5 separate regions of the Sus scrofa genome follow, and regions 1, 2, 3 and 4 are each linked to region 5. The links are chromatin contacts, called in public Hi-C and HiChIP or PLAC-seq maps. All regions are on one chromosome and are shown on one strand. The core of a region is the stretch at or near the end of the contact, and the rest is flanking DNA. Distances in the headings are between cores, read along the strand shown. Region 1 holds the start of ITIH1 (inter-alpha-trypsin inhibitor heavy chain 1). Region 2 holds the start of GNL3 (guanine nucleotide-binding protein-like 3). Region 3 holds the start of ACY1 (aminoacylase 1). Region 4 holds the start of PARP3 (poly [ADP-ribose] polymerase 3). Region 5 holds the start of GLYCTK (glycerate kinase).

What was found. A called contact is a pair of places that touch in the nucleus more often than the background predicts. HiChIP or PLAC-seq counts read pairs in DNA pulled down with a chosen protein or histone mark.
Region 1: a contact with region 5 is called in an H3K27ac HiChIP or PLAC-seq map of alveolar macrophages. The contact joins the promoter of ITIH1 here to the promoter of GLYCTK in region 5. A contact is called at or near these places in 1 of 47 Hi-C or Micro-C datasets (liver) and 1 of 2 datasets of contacts at active chromatin or transcription factors (alveolar macrophages).
Region 2: an H3K27ac HiChIP or PLAC-seq map of alveolar macrophages shows a contact between it and region 5. The contact joins the promoter of GNL3 here to the promoter of GLYCTK in region 5. A contact is called at or near these places in 1 of 5 promoter capture datasets (liver), 1 of 47 Hi-C or Micro-C datasets (liver) and 1 of 2 datasets of contacts at active chromatin or transcription factors (alveolar macrophages).
Region 3: a Hi-C map of liver shows a contact between it and region 5, with 2.4 times the contacts expected there. The contact joins the promoter of ACY1 here to the promoter of GLYCTK in region 5. A contact is called at or near these places in 1 of 5 promoter capture datasets (liver), 2 of 47 Hi-C or Micro-C datasets (heart right ventricle and liver) and 1 of 2 datasets of contacts at active chromatin or transcription factors (alveolar macrophages).
Region 4: a contact with region 5 is called in an H3K27ac HiChIP or PLAC-seq map of alveolar macrophages. The contact joins the promoter of PARP3 here to the promoter of GLYCTK in region 5. A contact is called at or near these places in 1 of 47 Hi-C or Micro-C datasets (liver) and 1 of 2 datasets of contacts at active chromatin or transcription factors (alveolar macrophages).

The regions. Positions count from the first base shown.
Region 1 is chr13:34,890,992-34,893,691 of Sscrofa11.1, forward strand. It overlaps ITIH1 (inter-alpha-trypsin inhibitor heavy chain 1), which reads left to right and starts at 1,348. Exons shown (of 21, transcript NM_213924.2): 1 at 1,348-1,487; 2 at 2,012-2,178; 3 at 2,566-2,670. The coding sequence starts at 1,374. It overlaps NEK4 (serine/threonine-protein kinase Nek4), which reads right to left. Exons shown (of 18, transcript XM_021068940.1): 2 at 2,463-2,559.
Region 2 is chr13:34,818,968-34,821,667 of Sscrofa11.1, forward strand. It overlaps GNL3 (guanine nucleotide-binding protein-like 3), which reads left to right and starts at 1,276. Exons shown (of 15, transcript XM_001928454.5): 1 at 1,276-1,745. The coding sequence starts at 1,733. PBRM1 (protein polybromo-1) reads right to left here and starts at 2,150. Exons shown (of 29, transcript XM_021068909.1): 1 at 1,368-2,150. The coding sequence starts at 1,985.
Region 3 is chr13:34,112,841-34,115,632 of Sscrofa11.1, forward strand. It overlaps ACY1 (aminoacylase 1), which reads left to right and starts at 1,354. Exons shown (of 15, transcript NM_213896.1): 1 at 1,354-1,401; 2 at 1,821-1,923; 3 at 2,598-2,662; 4 at 2,753-2,792. The coding sequence starts at 1,830.
Region 4 is chr13:34,075,114-34,077,813 of Sscrofa11.1, forward strand. PARP3 (poly [ADP-ribose] polymerase 3) reads left to right here and starts at 1,381. Exons shown (of 10, transcript XM_013981755.2): 1 at 1,381-1,880; 2 at 2,226-2,351; 3 at 2,570-2,700. The coding sequence starts at 1,698. It overlaps RRP9 (U3 small nucleolar RNA-interacting protein 2), which reads right to left and starts at 312. Exons shown (of 15, transcript XM_003358455.4): 1 at 143-312. The coding sequence starts at 229.
Region 5 is chr13:34,431,980-34,434,679 of Sscrofa11.1, forward strand. It overlaps GLYCTK (glycerate kinase), which reads left to right and starts at 1,424. Exons shown (of 5, transcript XM_005669627.2): 1 at 1,424-1,606.

The DNA of each region.
Region 1 (2,700 bases), core at 98-2,597, 460 kb after region 5:
CAGATTTCCACAGCTTCCTCAGGCTCCTCCTTAGCTTCTGACCACTCCTAGGATTCAATGGGCTTCCTTTGACTTGTCTGACTCCTTTTCCCAAGGCATCAGCCCACTGAACACTGGGAGGCAGTTGAGTTTCATCATTGTGGTGTCCTGATGCCTGGAAATGTGCCCAACCCAACACAAGCCTTGTGTGGATACTGGTGCAGGAAATCATCAGAACCCCCAACATACTGTTTCATGTTGATTCATCTCATCTTCCACAGAAAACAGTCCAGAAGGGCATTCTTGCTTGGGGATAATAAACACTTACCCAGAAGCTGCTCTGTGAGACAAAGTCCAGAACAAGCAAACAAGATCAAAGAAGCCTCTGGGCCCCCTGGCCATATCAGGGTCATGGCCACCAGTGCATCCCAACCAGGGCCATAGAGTGGATTGACCAAGGGTGGTGTCTGCCCAGTGTGCTGTGGCTTGTTGGGGACAGGGAGGGTTTAATGCATAAAACTTGAGAAATTGCAGGTACAAAATGGGTCTCTGAGAACTTTGACTGCTTCTTCTGTCCTCCTAACAAAGCAGAGGACATTTCTGTAATTAAGTGATAGACTTGGGCTTTGGGGTCTAAAAGATTTGGGTTTCAACACCTGCTCTTTCACTTGCTGTGGGACCAGTGTTCCAGGAACACCATGAGGATAAAATTAGATCATAAAGGGCTTAGAGCAATGCATGGCTCATATTGTGCCCTCCATCATGAAAGCATGGCCTTCAGCCTTATCTCCACTGTACCTGCCAAGCATCCCTACCCAGGAGGAACAATGAAGCTTACTTCTGCTCTTCTTTCCAAATCTGGCTGTCCTAAAGTATGTGCCACCCATTACGTATCCCCAGAACTGTTCAGACTCTCTCTGGCAGAACTATTAGAGTTGGTGCCAGAAACGAGGATATGGGCAGACACTCTCTAAGCCAGCATATCTGCTTCCCTGGACAACGTGTGACTTTCTGAAAAGTCTGTTGATGCTTAAAGAATTTGGGGAGAGGAACATCTAACGAAGTTGAGAAATTCTTATTAAACTGTGGCTTCTTGACACATGCCACAGTATCACTGTGTTGCCTCAGTGCCACAGACCCAGGATTAAATGGCCACCTGGGTCTTCACAATTCATGCCAGCTGAGTGCAGTTCTATTTCGAGGGGCACACTCTGAGTCTGGTCAGGAGTTTACACTGTTGGGAATCCCCCCAAGGAGAAAGCTATTACTGTCAAATTTTATCCCCCAAATGTAATATTTGCCTTTGCCTTGTCTAATGTTTAATCCATGTTTGTCCAGCATTTTATTGATTAATGGTCTGAGTGAAGTGATAAGGCAGCAAGAGGCTTGAGTCCATGGACGGCACCATGGGGCTGCAGGGGCTGCTCTGCCTGTGCCTGGCGTCCCACCTCGCCCTGCAGGCCATGCCCACTCAAGGTTCACCCACAGACAGTACCAAAGGCAACAAGGTATGTGAGTAAATCCCTGGGCCAGAAACAGGCAGCTGAGCCCAGATGGGGCCTCAGGGACCGGGGCTAAACTCACACGCCTCTACCTCCTCTGAATGGAGAGGTGACCTCCCAGCAGCATGGGGAAGGTGAGGTCGAGGGGTAGAGGACATAGGCCACATCCTGCTCCCATCCCTTAACAGGTAGGACCTGTTCCCCTGAGCGTTTGCACTCATACTTGCCCCTCCCGGTTTTGCTTTACAGAAGCAACAGGCTATGGACACAGTGAGTGAGAGTCTTGGCAAAAGGGTCTGTGGTGGGGCCCTTATTCCAGCCTGTTCTCCCTGTGCTTCAGGGCGTGCCCTGGGCAGACAGACGACAGACGCCTGTCTCCTGCAGATGGAGGCTTCCCCGCCTCCACCTCATGCCCCACAGCATGGTCTCAGGCATAGAGAGCGGCCCCTGTGTCTGAGATGGGTGCCGAGGCCTCTCATGGCTCAGAGGCTCCATCCCAGGCCACCTCTCTCACGTCTGTCTCACTTTAGGCCGTCAATGGTGTGGTCATTCGGAGTTTGAAAGTCAACTGCAAGGTCACCTCTCGCTTCGCCCACTACGTCGTCACCAGCCAAGTGGTCAACAACGCCAACAAAGCCAAGGAAGTGGCCTTCGATGTGGAAATCCCCAAGACAGCCTTCATCAGCGACTTTGCCATGTATGTGCTCTGATGGCTTTGCCAGTCCCAGCCCGCAGCCACAGCTCAGAGTGGTCAGAAAGCCCAGCCCATCCCCTCATCCCCAGGGGCCACAGACCACCCCAGACTGTGAGGCACGAAAAAGCCCTTTAGGTCTGCTCTGGGCTCCCATCTTGGAGAGCAAACTAGAGCCTCTGACAGGATATCTTCAGCCTAGGGCCCGAGGAGCAAAAGCAGGCATCCAAGGCTTCTTGTGGGACCCTGTGGCCATGGATGCCCACCTCCCTGTCGGGGGATGCACTCACCTAGACAGGGCCTCTTCAGGACCTGGGCTGGCGTCACCTCTAATAGGAAGGGTCTGCATGGCTGGGGAGGGGCACCTCCCTGAAGGCTTCTTCCTCCCTGTAGCACAGCAGATGAAAACACATTTGTGGGGGACATAAAGGACAAAGTGACTGCATGGAAGCAGTACCGGAAAGCAGCCATTTCAGGAGAGAATTCTGGCCTCGTCAGGTGAGTTCTGGACGCTGCAGTTTTGGTCCC
Region 2 (2,700 bases), core at 26-2,525, 390 kb after region 5:
AATTTACTAATCTTGAAGATCTGGGAAGAATATTAATATGCGAGGTATTTTGTACACTTCCAAAGCCAAAGACAGTGGTCAAAGCACTTTTACTCATCCACATGCACATGTAACTGGTTTGACATATTTCTTCAAAAGATATCATCCAGGAGTTCCCATCATAGCTCAGTAATAACGAGCCCGGACTAGTATCCAAGAGGATGCAGGTTCAATCTCTCGCTCAGTGGGTTAACGATAGGGCATTTGCCGGGGGCTGTGGTGTAGGCTGCAGACCTGGCTCGGATCTGGCATTTCTGTGGCCAGAAGCTACAGCTCCAATTCAACCCCTAGCCTGGGAATCTCCATATGCTGTGGGTTCAGCCCTAAAAAGACGAAAAAAAAAAAAAAAAAAAAAGATATCATTCGATATTTCTTTGGATCTTAAAACATGGCCAATATACTAACAAGTTATAAAGCAGAAATTACTACGCTTTTGTATAGTCCAACTTGTTTCTGAATTACATTTGGGAAAAGAGCACACTACAAAATGGAAAAAAACAATACTTAGAAATCATTTTTGAGGAGTCCTAGCTTGTTGGAAAATAAGTTAATACAAACGCTTTATTCCAACATGTTTCTAAAATCATAGTAATAATTTCTATAACCACCATACCGTATATTTGTCTTTGTTTCTGAGGGTCCCCTCTAAATTTTTGCCAGTTTTTCTTCCCCCTTAAGTCACCAATATGTACCCTATAATAACAAAACCATGTTTCTCTCTCAGTAAAAAATTTTGAGACGGAAAAATATTAAAACTCAGAAGTTTACACAATTTTAAACCTTGATTATTTGTGGTGTTGCAGTTAAGTAACTCTATGCGGCCCCTACGATAAATACAAGTCCCACTGATAAAAAACAGTCTGAACACAGTTAGCCAGAAAGTGTTTTTAAAAAATTACTAGGAGGCTTTGCGCCCGAACCGCCAGGAAAAGACAAGAAAAAAAAGAGGCCTTGAACTGTGGAGAAAATGAAAGACTTTCCGACCTGTCACTGGTACGACCTGTCACTGCTACGGGGGACTAAGAGATACGTTGACAGCTTTGAAGCTGTCCGCGACAAGCGCTCGATCAGCCGCCGGGGGCGGGAAAGCGGGTCTCCGAGAGTTTCCGGGCCGCGGCGCGCCTTTGTCCCGGCCGGCAGGTGCGGCAAAGCTGCTGGGCCCGTCACGAAGCCTGCCGCCGTGCCCCGCCCCGCGCACCCGGCCGGACCGGCGCGTCCCCACGGCCGGGGCGGGGCCTCCGCCGCTGCTCCCGCCCGCCCGGGCCCACACAAAGGCCCGGCAGTCGGCCGAGAGGAAGCGGCCCCGCCCGCCCCGCGCCTGGCCTTACCCAGCCGCTCCGCCGCCTGCAGCCCCGGCCGCGGTCACCGACCGCCGCGCCCCGCCCCGTGGCCGCCACGGCTGCTGCTATTGCTCCTCCGGCCGCGGCCGCTGCCGTCGCTCCAGCACCCGCCGCCCTCACCGCCCTCACCCCTCCCGGTTCCGCCGCAAAACCAGCCCCGCGGCCGCCAAGCGATCCTGGCTCTGCGCGACACTGCGTGCGCGCGCACGCGCGCCGGCGGCGGTGCGCTTTACGGCAGCTGCGTGAGTGCGTGACGCTCACTAGTGGCCTTAATTCGCACGTGGCCCTTTCGGAGGCACATTGTGTCTGCGAGCGCTGGTGTAACTGCTGGCATTGCCTTTCCAGCTTCCAGTATGAAGCGGCCGAGTGAGTCGGGTCGTGGGGCGGGTGTAGAGGGACTTGATGGTCGATGAGCCTGTGCCGCTTGATCTGTGGAAATAAGGGTCTAGCGGGTAGGTTGTCTCCCTGGTCCATCCGAGGGTTGGAAGGCCCCACGTTGACCGCGGGCCCGTGGTACAGAAGGAAGGCTGAGTCCCAAGGATGAAGATCAGGGTAGGGTTTCTTGAGGCGTATTTCAGTGTCTGAGCCGGGTTTTGGGCCCAGCATTTTCCCTTCTACGGCCACGTTCGGTCCGGCCCTGGTAAGGTCTGAGAGTCGCCTCTCAAACCCAATGTTAGGTTTTCCTTTGTGATTTTGTTGTTTGACAAGAAGTAGCTGTCGTCTTGAGTCTTATACGCTCCTGTGTGTGATCCCAGTCTTATCTTGGAAAAGTGAGACCATGAAAGTTGGGCTCTATACCAGATCTATTAATTAGGTCACATTCTCTGGGACTTGGGTGGCCCATGTTTGTTTTTATCGGGGGCCCCACAGTTTTTTTTTTTTGTTTTGTTTTGTTTTTTTGTCTTTTAGTGCCGCACATGCGGCATACGGAAGTTCCCAGGATGGGGATGGAATCCGAGCTGCAGCTGCTGACCTACACCACATCTCATAGCAACACCAGATCTTGAACCCACTGAAGGAGGCCAGGGATCCAACCCATTTCCTCATAGGTACTAGTCGGGTTCCTTACTGCTGAGCCAGGACAGGAATTCCTCACAGGATACTTAAAATAGGTTTCAGAGGTAGTTAATTACTTAACAAAATAAATGGATAAATGGATATGACCCTAGAGCAAAGTCATCAAAAACTAAACAAATCGATCGTTTATGGATGAAATAGATTATAAAAAGTGATTTTAAAAAGTAATATCGGCGTTCCCGTCGTGGCGCAGTGGTTAACGAATCCGACTAGGAACCATGGGGTTGCGGGTTTGGTCCCTGCC
Region 3 (2,792 bases), core at 104-2,603, 320 kb before region 5:
TTGCATTGGACATTTCCTAAGTAACTTTAATTCAAAATAACGTGCTCTTGAGGGAGTTCACACTGTGGCACAGTGGGTTAAGGATCTGCTGTTGTTTCTGTGGCGGCACAGGTTCAGTCCCTGGCCCAGGAACTAACTTCCATATGCTGTGGGTGCAGCCATTAAAAAATGCCATTGAGACACATTTTGGGGTAGCCTGCCCTGGGCCCCCAAAATAGATTGTTTTGGAACCACCAAGCTTGCTTGCGCCTAGAAATGTATAGGTCAGCAGCCTAGACTTAAACCCCAGGAGGGCTGGATGAGCCCTTACCCTCCCCTCCCAGCCTGCCTCCTCTGTGCCCAGAGGTTGAAGTCTTCAACGCACCCCTCCCCAAGCTGATTCAGCCTCTGGAAATGTACAAAGGGCAGCTGGACACATTATAACTGTGTGCAACATGTGGGTGGCCAGTGGGACGCCTGTGCCTCTTATCTTCCCTCTCTGGTGGCTGCAGAAGTGCCAGAGAGCCTGGCCCAGGGTCAACCAAGAATGTGCCACATGTTTGCTTTTGTGCAGTTTCCCACCTCCCATTCTGTCACACAGTGTCACGATTACATCCTCTCACAGTGCCATCCTCTGTCACACCCAACCACCATCTCACATTGTCATACACAGTCCCCCACTGATACACACTTAGATTTGCCCACACAGTAGCACAATCATATACATGCCCATTTATCCTTCATTCCTGGCTTGCTGCCTGCTCTGTGCCCTGCCAGGGACAGAGTCCTGCGGGTACACGGGCCAGCCCCCTAAAGCTCACAGATATTAACCAATAATCCACCGCCTCTCCACACAGGAGGCAGAGGCAGTCAGGGAGGCGGCCCCTGAGTTGCTGAGGCGTGAAGAGGGGCGAGGTAGAAACTCGCGGAAAGGAGTTTTTGGCCAGCCCCAGCACGACTTTGCAGGGCTGCACCCCGAGAGCAAGAGGGCAGCTGCAAGGTTTCGGGTCAGTGCCGGCCCTCCTCCCTTCGGGCACTATCGGGAAGTAGCAGGGGACGAAACCAGCTGCCTAGGGCCAAAGGCGGGGCCTGTTGGGCAGGAGTGAGCCTGCGGGGGGAGGGCGAGGCGGAGCTGGCGGGGGTGGCAACTGCCACAGGGGCGGGCTCCTGAGTCTGATCCTCGGGTAACTGGCCCAGGCTGGAAACTGGGGCGGGCAGAGACGCCCGCGCTGAATGGGCCTTAGCGACTAGAGCGGCCCTGATTCGCAGTCTTCGGTCCCGCCCCGCTATTAGAGTCCGGCCACGTGGTGGGCGGACCTGGGCAATTCTGAGCCTAAGACCTCAAAAGACCCCGAATTCCACCGAGAGTCCCCAGGCGGGTGCTGAGAGGCAAGCGCGAGTTCGAGATCGGAAGAGAGCGAGGTGCGGCGCCCTGGACAGCGGTAGAGGGGTTCCCTAGATTGAAATCCAGGCTACCCGGATAATTTTTTTTGAGGGGGGCGGGTGGGAGTCAATATCTGGGTCCAAACCTGGCTCAGCTACTCTCTAGCTGTCTCTGAACCTCTTAGCTTTTACCCCTGTATCGTGGGCAGAGACACGAACTTCATGGAGCTCTTTAGGGGATTAAATAAGGAAATGTGTTTTGAAAGTGGCCAGCACAGCTCCAGAAAAAGAATGGGAGCGCTATGACGGCGGGTGGGGCTTCGAGACAGGGTGTCCTCTCCCTGTGGGACGATCGGGGTACCGCTCTGAGGAGGGGCTGCGTGCAGATGGAGTCCATTGGCCTCAGCGGCGGAGCAGGGTAGATAGCCGCTTGCTTTGCCCCCACCTCACCACGGCAGGGCAGCGCCATGGCCAGCAAGGGTCGCGAGGGCGAGCACCCATCCGTGACGCTCTTCCGTCAGTACCTGCGCATCCGCACCGTCCAGCCTGAGCCCGACTACGGTGAGAACGCGGCCTGTGGTGGGGCCTCAGGGGCGGGGGCTGTGCTCTAAACCGGGAGTCAACCTCTATCACCCACCTGAGCTAGATCTGCAGCCTCGAATGGCGTCTCCCCACCTCTCTAGCTATTCCCTAGGTCAACAGACTGCTCAGCAGCCCCTCCTGGCTGTGGAGGGAGTTTCCCTGGAGGCTGAGCTGCTCCAAAAGTTACTCCTGATGGTTAAATAAGGAACAGCTTCACCTCAATCCCCAGGACTTGGAGTGGAGGAGGGGAGGCTGGGGCAGCAAGGGAAGAAGAGGCTCCATGAAGCCTACTGGGGCTGAACAGAGGCCATGGCCCTTAAGGAATCAAGCTTGATGGCTGGGAACTGTGTACCTGGGCCCAATCCATATCCCCTGGTCTGTGATTTACCAGCTGGGAGGCAGTGTGAGCCTCATGTCTCTGAGCTAATTTCCCCATCTTTAAGGAAGGTGACGATGACACCTGCTTTTCACCCTGGACTTCCCATCTGGCCTTCCACAAAGGGTCTTCTTCCTTGGGGACAGAATGCAAATGTCTCTGAGGGATGTGGAATTGTGTTAAGCCAGGGGTCTGCTCCTCTCTCTGGATGTGCCACCAGTTATGCCTGGGAGGTGTGGGGAGACAGAAGAAGCAGTGAGGCTCTCTGTGTCCCCAGGGGCTGCTGTGGCCTTCCTTGAGGAGAGAGCCCGCCAGCTGGGCCTGGGCTGTCAGAAAGTGGAGGTGAGCCTGCGGCCCTGCGTGGAGAGCGGAGTCGGGCCCTGGGCAGCTCCTCACCCTGCACTGACCACCTCTCCTCCTGGCCCTCTCCAGGTGGTACCTGGCCATGTGGTGACCGTGCTGACCTGGCCGG
Region 4 (2,700 bases), core at 131-2,630, 360 kb before region 5:
ACTGGGAAAGGCTTTTCAGTATCTGGCGCATGGAATGAGGAACGAAGCTGACTCCAGGTGGAGTCCCACCGGGTCCCCAGGATGGGATGATGGTGGTCCCTGTAGCGGGATTGACCTCCGCCCGCCAAAGCGCCACGCCCACCTTTCGCCGCCGCTTGCCGGCCCCCGCACCAGCCCCGGCTCCTGAGGCTGACTTTCCCCGCTTTCGAGCCGCCACGGTCGCCGACATGTCGCCCACTATGCCTTGCAGCTAACACCGAGGAACTCACGTGGCGGCTAAACCCGGGCGTCCGCAAGACTCCACACGCGGATAGGCTACCACTGCTCGGTGGGCCCCGCCTCCCACGGCTCCGCTGGGTCCTTCGATTGGTTCTGTCACGCCTCCAAGCTCCCATTGGATGAACTCCTATAGCCAAGCCTCCTAGGGCTCCCATAGGCTCCCACGCCAGGCTCCTGTAGGAAGCAAGCCTCTCCTGGGCGTTTCCGGCCCAAGGCTACGGCGCGTGCGCCCTGCTGCTGGCTGACGTCTAAGGAGTGGTCGGACCCAGACGCCTTCTCAGTGTTTGCACCTCTTGGACAGTAGGGGGCGCCAGAGATACGGGGTTCTTTTTCCTGGAGTGTGACTCCTCCCTGTCAGGGGCGGGTGCCAGAGTGAACCAGTCTGGCACTAAATAACCGGGGGGGAGGGATACAGGTAGCTCCGGGGTGAGCGAAGCAGTGACTGCACCTGGGCCCAAGGCCCGTAGACAACCGGTGGAGACATATTGCATGCCTCAGGCCAGATGAGCAGCGCTAAGGGCGCACCAGACCCCTGGGCCTTGGCTGTGTCTGATCAAGTGTCCACCCATCCATGGGACAGGCTGCCCTCGTCCTGCCCAGCCTCTGACTCACCCGACCGGGGGCCAAATAGCTGGAATCCTACTCATCCCAAGTTCTTTCTCTGCTTCACTAAAGCTTACAGAGGGTTGCTGGGACCAGCACTGTCTGGGAGGTACCCACCCAGTGGCAGCCACCTTTCCCAGGTCCCTGCTTCTCTTAGGTGAGTGCCCTATGGCCGTGCCCACAGCCTTCCCCAGGGCAGGGCAGGGCAGGTTGAATGTGACTGGCTCTTGCTCTCTGGCAGTTCGAAGCCGTGGTCCAGCACTGACTGGTACCTCAGAACTCTTGAGCCTGCTGGGAGGGTTTCTGCACCACTACGTTCCAAGCTCTGGAGGGACAGATCTGGCCTCAGGAGTGCTGCCCCCAGGAGCCACTGCCCACTCTCCTCCATAGCTGGATGACTCAGCCCAGCAACCCTGCCAGGCCCAAGTTAGCTGAGAGGGGGGAGGAACAGAGTGCTGGGGGGGGGGAGGAGCCCAAAGGTTGGAGTGGGGAGATTCTTGTTTCACTTTCCTTTCACCTCAGGACACACGGGAGAGCTAGAGAGGGTGGAGAGCTCCTCTTCCTTGACCAGACTGGGCAGCCCGGTCACGGGACTGGCCTGGTCTCTGTGACTGGAAAAAGGGGCGTTTCTAGGGTGCAGAGAGCTAGTTTTGGTTGGATGTGGGAGTGGGGAAATTGAGGCACAGGGGGCGGGGGCAAGCAGTGGGAGATCACCAAAGGGCAAACTCAGGGTGGGGCAAGCTGGTGCTATTCCAGCTAGGTGGGGTGCAAAGGCCACAGAGGACTGAGGGCCCTCTCTGTGTCCCGGAATAGCCATGGCTCCAAAGCGCAAGCCTGGGGTGCAACGTGAGGGCCCTGAGAAGAAGAAGGGGAGGCAGGGGGCAGAAGAGGAGGACAGTTTCCGCTCCACTGCTGAGGCCCTCAGAGCTGCACCCACAGAGAAGCGCATCATCCGAGTGGACCCCCTGTGCCCACTCAGCCACAACCCCGGGACCAAGGTAAGCTGTAGTTCCTGGCCAGTCCCGGCACCTCCTCTCTCCTGTGTACAAATATATTCAGACCTCTCCCCTCCTGCTTGGTTCTGGCCATGTAACTCAAGGCTCTGAAAGGCTATATCCCATCAGATCTAGATGGGTCATGTCTACTCTTCAGACCCCAGGGCAGGCCCTTGAGCTTCTCAAGCCTCCCGCTACCACACTTAAGGCAATGTTCTTAGATAAGACATCTTCTGACACCCCAGTGTAGTCTGACCTCTGTCAGCATGCAGCCAGGTACCCCATCCCACTCGAGGGTGGCCTAAGCCAGCCTGACACCCCCACACACAACACTCTCTTGGGCCACAGGTGCATGAAGACTACGACTGCACCCTGAACCAGACCAACATCGGGAGTAACAACAACAAGTTCTACATCATCCAGCTGCTGGAAGAGGGTGACCGCTTCATCTGCTGGAACCGCTGGGGCCGTGTGGTGAGTGCCACCCGCCCAACCTGTGCCTGCCTCCTCCATACCTCTCCATGCTCAGTGCACACCCCTTGCCCCCTGGGGTCTCTACAGCTTACTCAGGCCCAAAGGCCACAGCTGCCCCCTCCCTACCTCTGTTGTCCACAGGGCTTGCACAACAGAGGCCAGCAAATACTGACGGTGGGCACTGGGGTGGGCACACCCCTGAAAGCTGTTACTTGCAGGGAGAGGTGGGCCAGTCGAAGCTCAGCCACTTCGTGTCACTGGAGGATGCAAAGAAAGACTTTGAGAAGAAATTTCGGGACAAGACTAAGAACAGCTGGGCAGAGAGGGAATACTTTGTGGCCCACCCCGG
Region 5 (2,700 bases), core at 174-2,673:
TTATCTTTAAATGCATCTTGTGAGTAGCTGTAGGGTGGGATGGGGATTAAAAAAATGGATATAGGAGTTCCCTTTGTGCTGCAGTGGTTGATGAATCCGACTAGCAACCATGAGGTTGCGGGTTTGATCCCTGGCCTTGCTCAGTGGTTTGAGGATCCGGCGTTGCTGTGAGCTGTGGTGTAGGTCACAGACGAGGCTTGGATCCCCATTGTTGCTGTGGCTCTTGCATAGGCTGGTGGCTACAGCTCCAATTCGACCCCTAGCCTGGGAGCCTCCATGTGCCACGGGAGCGGCCCAAGAAATGGCAAAAAGACTAAAAAGAAAAAGATAATATATCTCCTGCTAACAGTCTGATATAACAGCGCTGGCACAGTAAATGGTGTCTGTTTATGAGAGTCTGGGACTAAATAATGAGAGGATGCTCAAATTTACACCCCCTCTTCTGGCCCCCAGCACTGTCGGAATGTAATTACAAAAGCAGAAATTTCTCAACTAAGAGTACCACTTCTTACTCATCCCAGCAGCTAGACAGAGCGTTTGGTCCACCTAGAAGGCACTCAGGAAACGTCTCTTGAGTGTTGGAGGAATGAATAAAAGCATTTCTCCCGAAGAAAACATTAGTAACAACAATGTACCCTTCTGCACCTTTTTTTTTTTTTTTTTTTTTTTAAGGTCCACACCGGGGCATATGGAGGTTCCCAGGCTAGGGGTTGAATTGGAGCTGTAGCGGTGGGCCTATGCCACAGCCACAGCAAAGCGGGATCTTTAACCCACGGAGTGAGGCCGGGGATGGAACCTGCGTCCTCGTTGATACTAGTCCGTTAGCTATAGCTGAGCCACTAGGGGAACTCCAGGAATTGTCTTTTTGTATAAGGGAAGGTAACAAGCCAGGCTCAGGGTGAGAGCGGGGACTCCGTGGGAGGCCTAAGATCTTTCGTGTTTACACACTGCCTGTGTGTTCGAGAACCACGAAGCAGAACTCTCTTGCTGAGTTGGAGCTGTGATTTGGTCGCCCAAGGGAGAAAGGGTAACCGGAGAATTGTGGAATAACAGCGGTGAGGGGAAAGGATGACTTAATATGGCGCCAGAGTGGATGGGTTGTGTAGAGTGATTTTTCCTCCCGCTTGATTAGTCCAGTGCCTGGCACCTAACAGTAGGTCGGAATGATTTGAGACTGATGGGATAATACAGAATAAAGGAGGGGGACGGATTACAGCAGTCGGTGAAGCGGGGATTATTATTCCACTGTGGAGATGAAGACACTGAACCCTGAAAGTGCCTTCAGCCGGGGATGTAGTCGGTCAATGATGAGCCAAAACCCCGATCCAAGATGCCAGTCCGGATCCTCCAGCAGCTCTCCCTAGAAGTCCCAGCCCCGCCCCACGCACTAAAAGTTCCGGATTCCGCCCCGCCCCCTTGGGGGACTTCCGGTCACGAAAGGTGGGATCCGCGGCCTGGAGCTGTGGGGCAGTAAAGTCCGCACCGCCAGGGCCACCGGGTACCTTGGGCTTGGTGACGGCGGTTGCTGCCCTTTATTTCTCGGGTCACTACTGGACGTTACGCGGCAGCCATTTCCTTCGTGTTGGCCTGAGGCCTCGGCCCCAGGGTAACGTCATTTCCGGGGCTGGGCGGACAGGCGAAGGAGGAAAGGGCTCCAGCCCCGCTTGGTGGGGGGAGGACTCGAGGCGGGTCTGCTCAGTATTTCCGGGTTTTGCGCAGGATCGCTGGGGGTTTTAGGAGAGGCGTTGTCACGAGTTGAGTTGCTGGGTTTTGCAAATAAAAAGGCAGGGCGTGTAATTAAATTCGAATTTCAGGTGAACAACAGATAAGTTTTTAAGGGTTCCTTTGTGGCTCAGCGGGTTAAGGATCTGGGCGTTGCCCCTTGCAGCGGCTCTAGTCGCTGCTGTGGCGTGGGTTCCACCCTTGGCCCGGGAATTTTCACATGCTCCTGTTGCGGCCAAAAAAAAAAAAAAAGGAGTTCCGGTGGTGGCTAAGCTAGTATCCCTGAGGACGCAGGTTGGATCCCTGGCCTCACTCAGTGGATTAAGGATCCCGAGTTGCTGGGAGCTGTGGCAAAGATTGCAGACGCAGCTCGGAGAATTTGGCATTGCTGTGACAATTGGTGTAGGGTGGCAGTTACAGCTCCGATTGGATCTCTCGCCTGGGAACTTCAGTACGCGGTGGGTGGGGCCCTAAAAAGACAAATAATAATAATAAAATTTTTTTAGTATAGGTATGTCCCCAACATGGTATGGAGGTTCTTACATTTAACAAACTACTTGTTTATCTGAAATTCAAATTTAACTGAGTGACTTGTACTTTATCTGGCTACCTTAGTCTTGGGCGCCCCCTGCCCTGGGCTGGGATCCTCTAGGCCCCTATCCATCAGAGAAACTGGTACAAAGTTCACCCAGGCTGAAAAATCAACTATTGCTACATGCCAAAGGGCTTTTACCTCTAATTCTAATGGCCCAGCCCCAGAGGTCCTAGGCCACAGCTGAGCCCATTTTGGATCCCTTTGTGTTGCCTTTCACAGCTGATCTGGGGCATGCTTGGTTCTCTTCCGGGAAAGCTGAGTTTCATGTAGACTAAATGGCTGAAGGCTAGAAGTTGCCAGGTTTTTTTGCTTTTTGTTTTTTCCTTCCTCCCTCCCCTCCCTCCTTCCCTGGCCATAGATTGAATATGCTGCAGCTGTGGCGA